2 separate regions of the Capra hircus genome follow, and region 1 is linked to region 2. The links are chromatin contacts, called in public Hi-C maps. All regions are on one chromosome and are shown on one strand. The core of a region is the stretch at or near the end of the contact, and the rest is flanking DNA. Distances in the headings are between cores, read along the strand shown.

Region 1 (5,867 bases), core at 968-3,467, 140 kb before region 2:
CGCCTGCAATGCAGGAGCTGCTGCTACCGCTAAGTCACTTCAGTCGTGTCCGACTCTGTGTGACCCCACAGATGGCAGCCCACCAGGCTCCCCTGTGCCTGGGATTCTCCAGGCAAGAACACTGGAGTGGGTTGCCATTTCCTTCTCCAGTGCATGAGAGTGAAAAGTGAAAGTGAAGTCGCTCAGTCGTGTCCGACTCTTAGTGACCCCATGGACTGCAGCCTACCAGGCTCCTCCATCCATGGGACTTTCCAGGCAATAGTATTGGGGTGGTGTGCCAACCCAGGTTCAGTTCCTGGGTTGGGAAGAAAGATTCCCCTGGAGAAGGAAATAGTAACCCACTCCAGTGTTCTTGCCTGGAAAATTCCATGGAAGGAAAAGCCTAGTGGGTTATATAGTGCATGGGGTCTCTAGTCGGACACAACATAGTGACTAAACCACCACTGCCACAACCCCCATTTAGCTCTGAGCCCCAAGCTAGCTCATTAATCAGACTCAATGATTTTATTCATTTCCTTCTAAGTTGTTCCCAGATACCTTGCTTGAAGGGATTTTTTTGGATTGGGGATTGGGAAAATAATGTAGGTAGGTTGGAAAACCTCATTCTTAATATATATTTCAGGTCACAATCATCACCTCTGGGACTGTGGTGGCTGAGGACTCAAGTGTAGCATCCCTTCATCATCAACAGGTGGCACTGCTGGCCACAGCCAACGGAACTCACATTGCGGTGCAGGTGAGGAGACTGGTGGCTGCAGAAAGAAGCACGAAGGGCAGGGAACTCCGTGGAGGACTAGAAGAGGACAGCATTTGGGTCTGAAGGTGCCCACTTCAGACGACAGATCCCTTTCTGCCTGCATCCACACACCTGTCTCAGGCCCAGCCTCTTCCTTCACTGACGCAGGGTGGGGAGCCCCTTTTGACCTTCACGGTAAATTTCATGGCAGTCTGCCTTGCAGTCTCAACCCTTCATTTTTTGTGTCTCTGTTCCTTCATCTGGAAGATAACGGGGCTGAAGTAGATGATTATTCCAGCCCGCCATTCCCCTTCCATCAGCAAGCTGCTCTGTCTGACCCTGGACCGTTCCATGGCTCCTCACCATGCCTAGCCTAATAGGGTTCTATCAGTGAACTTCCTGTTTCCTGGGGCCCTACCGAGTGCTCAGGTGTGTGTGACACTGGGTGGGCGGAGGACATTCAAGAAAGTAGACCACATACCCTACCACTGGGCCCTGGGAGGGAGGGTCTCACTCTCTCCTTCCTTCTCCACAGCTGGAGGCGCAGCAGACCTTAGAGGAGGCTATCAGCGTGGCCACCGCTGCCATGCAGCAGGGGGCGGCGACCCTGGAGACCGCAGAGTCGGAGAGCGGCTGCTGAGCCCGAGGGCTGCGTCCCACACCACACTGAAGGAGGTGCCGGGCTGCACAGGCATCCTTGCCTCCAAGGGCCCAGACCGTGGCTGACATGCAGGTGGCCACAAAGGTCTCTGGGGCAAGAAGGCAGCAAGAAAACGGCTTGAAGGGCACAGGAGCCCTGCCCCTAAGGAGGGCCAGGCAGCTGGAGTCAGGGAGTGCATCATCCTCAGGAGCTAAGGAGGACGAGCTTGATCAGCAGGCTGCACTGGGGTGTCCTCCCCCCAGAATCAGCTGAGCACCCTCTCTCCTCTCTGGAAAACACCCATCCTGCCCTTGGTCCATCCCCCTTCTCAGGTGGCGATTGGGGCTGCTCTTGGGACTGGTCCTCTACTCCCAACTGGTCATTGCCCACTCTGGGAGCAATCAGACAGCTCTTGCGCCCAGTAGGGGCAGAGCGGGCCCAGCCCTGCCCCTCCCAGCAATAAACACCTCCCCGGAGGCCAGTCGAGGTGTCTGGCCCCTTGGCAGCAGGGACTTTCTGCCACCACAGTCAGAGTCGCTCAGGGGCCCATGGCTGGAGATAGGTGCCCAGCCCCACGCCCACCCCAGCTGCTCCCCAGCCTCTCTGCAGCTGTGGCAGAGAGGCCAGGAAAGACCTTGTACATACTGGGGATTGGGTGTAATTTGTTTTATTTTTTTTAATTCCATTTTGATAATTTCTTTTCCTGCTCTGGATGGTGGTGGCAAATGGGTGAATGAGTATTTAATAAAAGTTCCAAGTTTCCACCTGGGTCTTTCCTCCCTCCTTTCAGCTTTGGGCCCTGGTGCCAGGGGCACAGACCTCACGCAGCCTCAGTGTCGGACTGTAGGGCCTGCCCTCCCAGGAGTGCCGGGGAAGGAAGCCCTAATGTGAGAAGCCCCAGGGAGTGGCCGGTGGCTTCCTGCCTGCAGCTGAGCAGGTGGGCTCCAGGCAGCCAAACAAGGCCAGTGTGACCACTGCTTCCAGGCTCTGGTTGGATCTCAAGCCTCAAGATGAGTAGGGTGGAGGAACTCTGTTTTTTTCTACTTTGCTTTGTGATACGTCATCACAGCCCCTCCAGACCCAACCACTTCTCTACACATAGCACACAGTCCACTGCTCCAAGTGAGCAAAGCCCCACGGACTGGGGGTACCCTTGCCAAGGCACCCAAAATCTCTGATGGCTCTGCTGCCCTGGTGCTGAAGTGCCAGCTTCGATACCCAGCTCTGGGGGTACCCACCTAGGTGTCTGGGACCATGCTGTGGAAGTCCGAAGACACAGTTGGAGTTTCCTGAAAAGTATGTGGTAGGACCAGACCAGCCCTGGTGGGAAGGGTGGAATGCAGGAAAGGCAGGTGATGGAGAGAACGCGTGGCTTTGACCCCTCCTGCTTGGGAGCATCACAGGCATTGCAGGTGGAGGTGTCTCTTTTCCTCTCTTCTCCGCTGTCACAGATGTGCCCCCCTCTCCAACACAGGCATCCTAGGAGATGCCTAGCAAACTCTCCTTTGCACTTGCTCCTTGGAAGGACAGATGCTGGGGCATGCCCCCGAGTAGGGGTGCTTCAGTTACCTTCAACATCCAAGGCCACTGTTGGTGGCAGGAGTATGCGCCAGCCCTCACAGGTACTGAGTCTAAAGAGACAGAAGCACTGAAGTGGAGGGTCCTGGGCCCCCACCCTCCTGCTCCCAGCGCCCTGGAAGCTGGGCCCCACCACGGGGCTCACCCCATGAGCTTCAGAGTCTCTGGGTCAGAGCCACTGGGCCCCAGAGGGGACAGTCCTCTGGGTGCCTTGTTAAGAGCCAAGGCCAGGGGATAAGGAAGCGGCCAATCACATGCCAAGTCCTCCCAACCTAGAGAGGCACCCTGGCCCAGTTCCTCCTCCAAGTTCGTATTGGTGGTGGTGGGAAGGGCCCCGCCACCACAGTAGTGTTAGACGGCCTTAAAAGAAATGCTTTACCCAGAGCCTAACCCAGCTTTACACCCATCCTCGGACCTCTTTACAGTCTATGAGGTGAGCATTTCTCCTGCTTTACCAATGAGAAGCTGCTTGAAGAGGTTACGTTGTTCATCCAGAGCCTCCCACCTGGTAAGTGTGGGATCGGACAGGACCTGCCCCTTGCTGTCTGGCTCCAAAGTCAGGACGGGCTCGCTTTTCCTTCAGCAAGCTGCCTCTGGGGGCCCAGGAGGCTCCGGGGCTGAGGAGGCTCCCAAAGGGCCTCAGGCCCAGGGAACTAGGTTGAACAGAGCTGGGGCCATAGCTTCCCAGGGCTTGGTCCCCAGTCCCAAGCAGGGAGCGGGGCCGCTGAGCAACAGTCTGGGTCCTGCCAGCGTGGGAGCCCACGAGAGCAGGCAGGTGGAGCTCTTGATCCGTGCCGCAGGCCCTGCTGCGGTCTCTGCTGCCGTTTGCATTTCCTGAAACCGGATCTTGGTGTCAGAGCCGCCCCTGGGCCGGGCGGGCGCCTCAGCCATGGCCCTGCGCAAGGAGCTGCTTAAGTCCATCTGGTACGCGTTCACCGCGCTGGACGTGGAGAAGAGCGGCAAGGTCTCCAAGTCCCAGCTCAAGGTGAGGGGCACCTGGGGCACAGGGGAGGCTGGCAGATGCGCCTCAGCAGCCCCTGCTTCCTGGGAGCTAGGCGTGAACCCTGTGCTCCTCCAGGGGCACCACAGCTAGCCAGGGGCCCCGGAAGGGTGGGGGGCCGGTGCTGGGTAACTGGGGTGATGCGGCCCGGTAGAGGCTGCTGCCCACCATCCAGAGGCCCCAGTGAGGTGTGTGCAGGGCCATGGTCCAGAGCCCCGACCCAAACTCTCAGGAGAGCAGAGGCGGCATCATGGGGTTCTGAGGGCCACGAGCCAAGCTACATCCCAGATTCCATGTGATGAGCACACGTCTCCCCGGAGTCAAGCTTGGGCATGCACCTTACTCCCTCCTGCTGCTTCCTCCTGGCTTTGAAGAGAGACAGTTGGCTAGTACTTGTCAGTCACTTCCTCCCGGAGCTGAGAGAGAGGGTTTAAGAACCTCTCACGGCCCCAAGGGCTCAGTCGCCCTTGGCAGGAGAGCATCTACTCTGTACCCTGCCTCCTAGGCGGGACAGAACTGGGAAGGGGCAAGGACTGAAGACCCCAACATACTGCCATTCACCAACCCCCTCATGCCCACCAGGTTGGGAAACTTACCTTAGGCCTTGAAACTTCTAGCAGGGAAGGGGTAGAATCTGAGTCCAGGAAGAGCCCCATCAGTGATTGCCCTGAAGTTCATTGCTTGGTCCTAGATAATTCCTGGGAGACCAAAAAGCTTCTGTCCTGCACTCCTGGGTTAGTGCTGCCTTCACCCTCGTTAGTGGGCAAGAAGCAAGGCCCCAGGCCACTGGAGCCGGGGGACACAGGGACAGGATGAGGGAGGCCTCAGCCCTCTGGGGTCTGCCTTAGGGGCTCATTCATTCACTCGACAAATATTATTGAGCACCAGGTATGCGCCTGGCATGAGGCTAAGCCACAGACTCTTGTATCTTCTCCTGCCGCCCTCCCCTCCCCCCGCAAAGGAGGAGTATAGTCTCAAGGAAACCTCCATTCTGAATGACTGAGCAGGTGCCTGGAAACCCGAGAAACGAATGGGACATGATAGGCATTGTTTCCCCTCCCTCTACTTTGCTGAACTTGGACATGATAAACTTGGATATCCCAAACTGGTCCTATCCCATAATCGGCCCCTTAGCCAGACTTGTCAGCATCTAGTAAACGATTCTTGGCTCTCCCAGGAAGGAGAGTCCACAACCACCTTTGATCATCTGAGAGAATCTCCCAAGAGGCAGATTCTTCCTCACATTTACTTAAATCCTCTTATTGCAGGTTATGTAGTCTAGTGAGCTCTGCAGGGCAGACAGAGGAAAAGCAGATCATCCAAAACCCATCCTTGCAGAAACTCCATGTCCTATATCCGCCTCCCATGTTGCCCCTTTAATATCTTCCAGGAACAATCCCAACCTCCATAGTTTGTTGTCTCCATTTTCCACCACTCCTTTAGCTGTGGCCCCTGTGACACCTCCAGGGTCTCTCTTTCCCTCACAAATGGAAGGTACTGCATTTAGATTTCCTGAGCCCACCAGGCAGTAAGCCTCTTAGTTGGAGCGTCTGTCTTGGCCTCTACCTGGGCAGATGCCTGTTCCCCCACCCCCACCCATCGAGTATTTACAAGGAAGACTGCATGGGGAGGATGCATAATCGAACCATCCATCCACTGTCTTTGTACCACATCACAGCTCACAAGGAGCCCACTGCCAGCAGCTTCTGCGGTCACACAGGATTAGTGGTAGATTTCAACCCATCAACAGAAAACGTGTCTATTCTGGGAACTCAAGTAGCAGTGGGAGTCTCAGGCCCGGCGGCAGGTGGACCAGCAACTGTAGGGCCCCTGTCATAGGAGAGAAAGATGAGGAAGGCAGTTCTCCCACCAGCCCATGATACTAGAGCCTGGGATGGGAGGAAGTAGTGATA
Region 2 (5,792 bases), core at 830-3,329:
TTGGTTTTTAACTTTGTTCTTTTGTAAAAGGATTCTGAAGGAAACCATTAAAATGTACCTAAAGCATCACTGCTGGTGTCTGAAGAGTCTGCTTATACCCCAGGCGTGCCCCCATCCCAACCAAGGGGTTGCTTCTGCACTTAACCTGTTGTGTAGTATCACTTGTGACTTGGCTTTTGCAAAACTTCACTTTATACCCATAAGAGAATGAGACAAGAAAGGGCAAATAACAACATAAGTACTACAAAGAAGAGTGATGTCAGGGATCCCCTGAAAGGATCTTGAGTATTCCTTCAGGGATCTTGAACCACACTTTTAGAGAACACTTTTTAAGAACTTTTCTCCTTCATCTCCTTCCCATCGGCTAGAATGCAGACCTTGAAGGGCATGAGCTAGAGCCACTACAAAGGAAAGCTTTGTTTGTTGAGGGTGGGCAAGGCATTGAAGGTTGTTTAGCATTCTTGGCCCTGCCCACTACTTATCTGGGCCTCTCTTAACTCCTTGCCCCCAACATCATTAGAAGACCAAAAACATCTCCTATTAAGTTAGAACTGATAGCCTGAGAGAGAGGTTCCTGGAAGAAATTTCTTTCCTACTATTTTGGGCTTTGCAAAGCAGGCACTATCTAAGAAATCCTCCTTACTCCTCTCCAGTGTTGTTCAGTCGCTTCAGTCGTGTCCAACTCTTTGTGATCCCATGCATTGTAGCTCTCCAGGCTCCTCTGTCTATGGGATTTCCCAGGCACGAATACTGGAGTGGGTTGCCATTTCCTCCTCCAGTGGATATTGCCTGACACTTGGCAGGTGGATTCTTTACCACTGAGTCACCTGGGAACTCCAGTCCTATCCAATAGCTCCCTTGAAATCATTTTGGAAAAAGTTATAAAACTGACTCTAATGGTAATCAGATCCAGCTCAAAATATGCCTATGGCTTCCCATACTATTCAGAGTAAAAGACAAGTTTCCCTCTGGGACCTCACGGCCTCACAAAATCTGGTCTGGTTATCTTTCCAATCTCATCTATTTTTCTCCAGCAGGGGCACTCAGCTCCAGCCAGGCTTCTGCTCAAAGCCTAACCATAACCTTCTTCCCAGAATGGTCTCCCCATAGACCTCTACCTGGCTTACTTCCTTATCTCCTTTAGGTTCAGCTTGCCTGACCACCTATTTAAAACTACCTCACTCTATCTCTGTTCCCTCCTATCACAAACAGTCATTCTATTGTTTACTTATTCAGTTGTCTGTTTCCTCCCTTGAGCATCAGCAACAATAAGGGCAAGCATCTTTATTTTGTTCCCTGTATCCTTAGCCCTAGGTGATCAGTAGAAGGCTTATTGATCAAATGGATGTATGCATGGCAGCAGAAGCTGGGAAGACAGAAATACAAGCTGGCACCCGAAGGAGGCTTTATGGGGGTCCTGTGGGGTCTTCTCCCCTCTGCCTTTATTTCCATCCTCTGCTGTGATCCCTCCCTTCGCGGGAAGATTTGGTTCCTCCAGATTTCCCTAAGCTGAAACACTGGGAAATGGAGGCTCTCTTGGTCCTTTATAAACAACCAGAGCAAGGCTACTTCTTGATTTGAGAGGAAGGTTACAGTAGCAAGGTTCTTTGCTGTAACAGATAACATTAGATTTTACTGAAACTCCCATTCTCTGGTGTACTTATACATCAAATATTTCTGGAGATGGCTGAAACTCAAATGATGGCAGCTGATGGCCTGTGGAAGAGGTGACCTTACGGTGTTTTATGATCAAATCTATGCCAAAGCCCAAGATCTGCAAGCAACATAGGCGTCAGTTTAAATAGGCTTGGGTCCAGAAGTATTGAATACAACCAACCCTGATATCCGTTCTGTACCTCCGCCCTCATCGCTTACCTGAAGGAAGGTAAGGACCCGCTCCTCCATCAAGCCCTGTCCCACCCAATCTCTTGCATGACCCCGCCCACAAGCCTATTTCTTCGTAGCCCCGCCCCAACTCTGGCCCCGCCCCATCAGCAGACCGGCAGTCGGCCTTTGCCCCCTCCCCTGCTCGGTTCCTGCTTCCGGCCCGGCCTATCCCAGTCCCGCCCCTTCCGGCTTTCCCCGGCGCCCCGCCCCTAGCCGCACCTCCAGCTTCTCTTCTTTGCCGAGCGCCCGAGTCCCGCGCCCTAGCCGGGCGTCTCCCGGCGCTGAGTATGGAACTTGGCTGGAGCGGCGCTGTCCTCAGCCTCCCTTTCCCCAGGCCCCGGAGCTGAGGCCCGAAGCCGGATCGCGGGGCGGCGCGACTCCCCGATCCCGGGCATGGAGGCCTTGGAGGCTGAGCCCGCTCGGGTTGAGGACGCAGAGCCGGCGGCGCCCTGGGCTCGGCTGGAGGCCCCCGGCCGCCTCCTGCTGCAGGCGCTGCAGGCCGGGCCCGACGGGGCGCGGCGCGGTCTGGGGGTGCTGCGGACACTGAGCGGCCGCGGCGGGGAGCCGTTTGCCTGGGGCGGCGTCCTCGAGGCGCTGTGCCGGGAGGAGCCCGTCGTGGAGGGCCCGGACTGTCGCCTGGAGCTGTAAGTCGTCCGCCCGCGTTCCTCCGGCCCTGTTGGTGCCCTCATCCTCTAGGGTCGTGTGAAGCAGGAGCTGGCGCTACCCGCTGCTCTAGATGTGTTTTTAACCCCCACACACAAATAAATAAAAGGTTTCTTTCCTGCCTCACGTAGCCCAAGTGTCTGTGTGTGAAGAGGTGCGGAAGCGTGAAGGGTGGTTACCCTGTGAGTTGCAGGGACTGCCGAGGGGAGCACAGGGCTGCAGACTAAGCATTACTCGGCGTCCTGGAGTATCATTTTTACATAAAATTTCAGAAAGGACTTTTTTTTTCTTGTTTACATAAAACAGGTATGGATCTATTACAGGGTTCAGTTCAGTCACAGTTGGTCCAACTCTTTGCGACCCCATGGTCTGCATCATGCCAGGCCTCCCTGTCCATCACCAACTCCCAGAGTTTACTCAAACTCATGTCCATTGAGTTGGTGATGCCATCCAACCATCTCATCCTCTGTCATCCCCTTCTCCTCCTGCCCTCAATCTCTCCCAGCATCAGTCTTTTCAAATGAGTCAGCTCTTCACATCAGGTGGCCAAAGTATTGGAGTTTCAGCTTCAGCATCAGTCCTTCCAATGAATATTCAGGACTGATTTCCTTTAGGATGGACTGGTTGGATCTACCTGTAGTCCAAGGAACTCTCAAGAGTCTTCTCCAACACCACAGTTGAAAAGCATCAAATCTTCTGCCCTCAGCTTTCTTTATAGTCCAGCTCTCACATCCATGTATGACTACTGGAAAAACCATAGCTTTGACTAGACAGACTTTTGCTGGCAAAGTAATGTCTCTGCTTTTTAATATGCTGTCTAGGTTGGTCATAGCTTTTCTTCCAAGGAGCAAGTATCTTAATTTCATGGCTGCAATCACCATCTGCAGTGATTTTGGAGCCCAAGAAAATAAAGTCTGTCACTGTTTCCATTGTTTCCCCATCTGTTTGCCATGAAGTGATGGATTACAGGGTAGGTTCCAATTTTTGAGCTGAAATAGGAGATGTCAAAGAGCAGGGCCTAGTGTAGTGTAGAATAGATGCTCGCTTGTTGAGTGATTTCCATGTTGTCTCCACTTCCATCCACACTGACCCTCAGGTGCTGCCTTCCAGCGCTCCCCACCCACTTCTGTCCAGCGCCATGTAGCCTCTAACTCTAGCTAGCCTGCTCTGTGCTCCTTTCAGCGAGATGCTCCTAATGGTACCCTCCCTCTGCCACCTAGGAAACCACTGCTGCTGCGATTGCCCCCATTATGCCGGACAAACCTGATGTCCCTGCTCATGGCTGTTTGGCCATCGCTGCCCGAAAGCAGGCTCCTCCCTGTGCTGCAGATTGCGAGGCAGGATCCAAGCCCTGACCTTGATCCCTGGCTCCGGGCCCTTGGAGAATTTCTGCAAAGGGATCTGAGTGCTGGTGTTTCCACTGATGGAGCATCCCCACTGTCTGAAAGGTGCCAGAGACAGCTTCAAGGCCTGTGTAGGCGGCTGGGCCAAGGGGGCAGGAAGTTGAAGTTGCCCCCAGTTCCAGATTCTGAAGGAGAAGGGCAGGAGAACAAGGACTCCCAGCAGCCTGGGAAACGCAGGAAGGAGCCAGAGGAAGAGCCTGTCAGTCCTGAGGGGGAGAGGGCCCCCAAAAGGCTCCGGTGTTTGGAAAAGGAAGAAGAGGAAGAAGAAGGTCATGAGGGGAAGAGACCTGAACACGAATCTTCGGAATCCCTGGCTGATGGAGGAGGTGCATCATCCATTACAAACCAGCCTATCATGGGACCTGAGCCCAGTGAGGCTGGTCAGAGTCTAAAGGATGCTAAGGGCCTACCTGAGAGTTTGGAGTTGCCCAAAGTTATCCAGGTACTAGGGTGAGGCTGCTGCTTTAGAGTGATCTTTTGGAGTGGAGGGTTCATACAGGGCAAAAGCTGGTTGGGACACTGTCCCCTTTGGAATGACTGTAGTCTGTGGAGCAAGGGGAAGGAGGAGGGATGAGGGAATGTAGTTTCTGCCCCACAAGCTTCTGAGAAGAGGGTAGGGAGGGGAGGGACTGGAGGTGGGAACCCTTGACCTAATGATCAGTATTGTGAGGTCAGGGGTACCGGGGAAGAGGAAAGGCTCTGGAGCTACCCCTGACGCCCCATCTTATGGGAAATGGGGGAGTCATCCCAGCATCCAGCTTGACCTCCCAGCCCAGGGCCTGGTCTAGCCCCATCAGGATGGATGCAAAGAAGACAAGTTTGTTCAGTTGGATTTACATGGGCCCTTGTCTAGTTTGAGTTCTGAAGCACTTTGTAAAGTTTAGGCTTCATGTTCTGGCTCTCTTGAGTCATCTTTGCCCACTAGCTCCCACTGAGCCGGTGCCTTCACTCAGAGGGGGCTGGGCCCCGGCTGGGGCCACGGCCATGACTGGGGGCCGTGCTACATGGGTGGGGACTTGGCAGTGACCAGGCTCTCCTCTGCAGGACCAGGTTCCCAGGCTGCAGCAGCTGCTCAAGACCCTCGGGAAGGTGACTTGCCCTACCCTGCTCCCCACAGCCCTTCTTCCACCCTTTCCTGGACCCCAGGGGCGCCCAGGGAAGCCCCACTGCAGCAAGGCACAGCTGTTCGGTGGGGGTGGGGGGTGGGAAGTGAAGGTCTCACCATCCATGTGAAGGCTTTTCTCGGCCCACATATGTTGTTCTAACCCCTGGCAAGTGGTTCTTCTCCTCCAGTAGCACCTTCTGGGGTCCTCACCCACCCACTCTGCCAGTTGACTTGTCACTGAGGGCTCTGCCAGCCCTAACATGGCATTCGCCCTCTCAGGGGTTGGAAGGACTGGAGGGCACCCCACCGGTTGAGCTGCAGCTTCTCCAGGAGTGCAGTCCTGGCCAGGTGAGTCCAGAAAGCCTGGCTGGCCCCAAGGACACGGTCCCTGTCTCCACTTAAATTTCTGTTCCCCTGCCTCGTGTGGGAATTTGGGGAGGGGATTTGGTTGGGTTTTTGTTCTCAGGGGCAGGGGTCACCCGCAGTGGTTTCTTTTAGCCCTTGGTTCCCATAGGGCGGATTTCCTGTCTTACCTTACCCTGGGGTGTCCTGGCCCCGCCCATTCTGCCTGGCGGGCTTGACAGTTCAGCCAAGACAGGCTGTGTCCCGGGACCCTCCCCCGTCTTTGGCAGGTGGACCTACTGTGTGCCCAGCTGCAGCTCCCGCAGCTCCTGGACACGGGTCTCCTCCAGCTCTGCACCTGGCTGCTGGCCCTGTCACCAGACCTCAGCCTG

Evidence for each region. A called contact is a pair of places that touch in the nucleus more often than the background predicts.
Region 1: a contact with region 2 is called in a Hi-C map of blood, with 2.8 times the contacts expected there. The contact joins the promoter of DEF6 here to the promoter of FANCE in region 2. A contact is called at or near these places in 2 of 5 Hi-C or Micro-C datasets (both in blood).

What each region holds. Positions count from the first base shown.
Region 1 is chr23:39,438,130-39,443,996 of ARS1.2, reverse strand. DEF6 (differentially expressed in FDCP 6 homolog) reads left to right here and starts at 2,217. Exons shown (of 11, transcript XM_018038778.1): 1 at 2,217-3,939. The coding sequence starts at 3,844. It overlaps ZNF76 (zinc finger protein 76), which reads left to right. Exons shown (of 13, transcript XM_018038781.1): 12 at 623-736; 13 at 1,272-2,138. The coding sequence ends at 1,376.
Region 2 is chr23:39,298,730-39,304,521 of ARS1.2, reverse strand. FANCE (Fanconi anemia group E protein) reads left to right here and starts at 2,079. Exons shown (of 10, transcript XM_005696467.3): 1 at 2,079-2,531; 2 at 3,771-4,395; 3 at 4,998-5,042; 4 at 5,338-5,406; 5 at 5,691-5,792. The coding sequence starts at 2,281.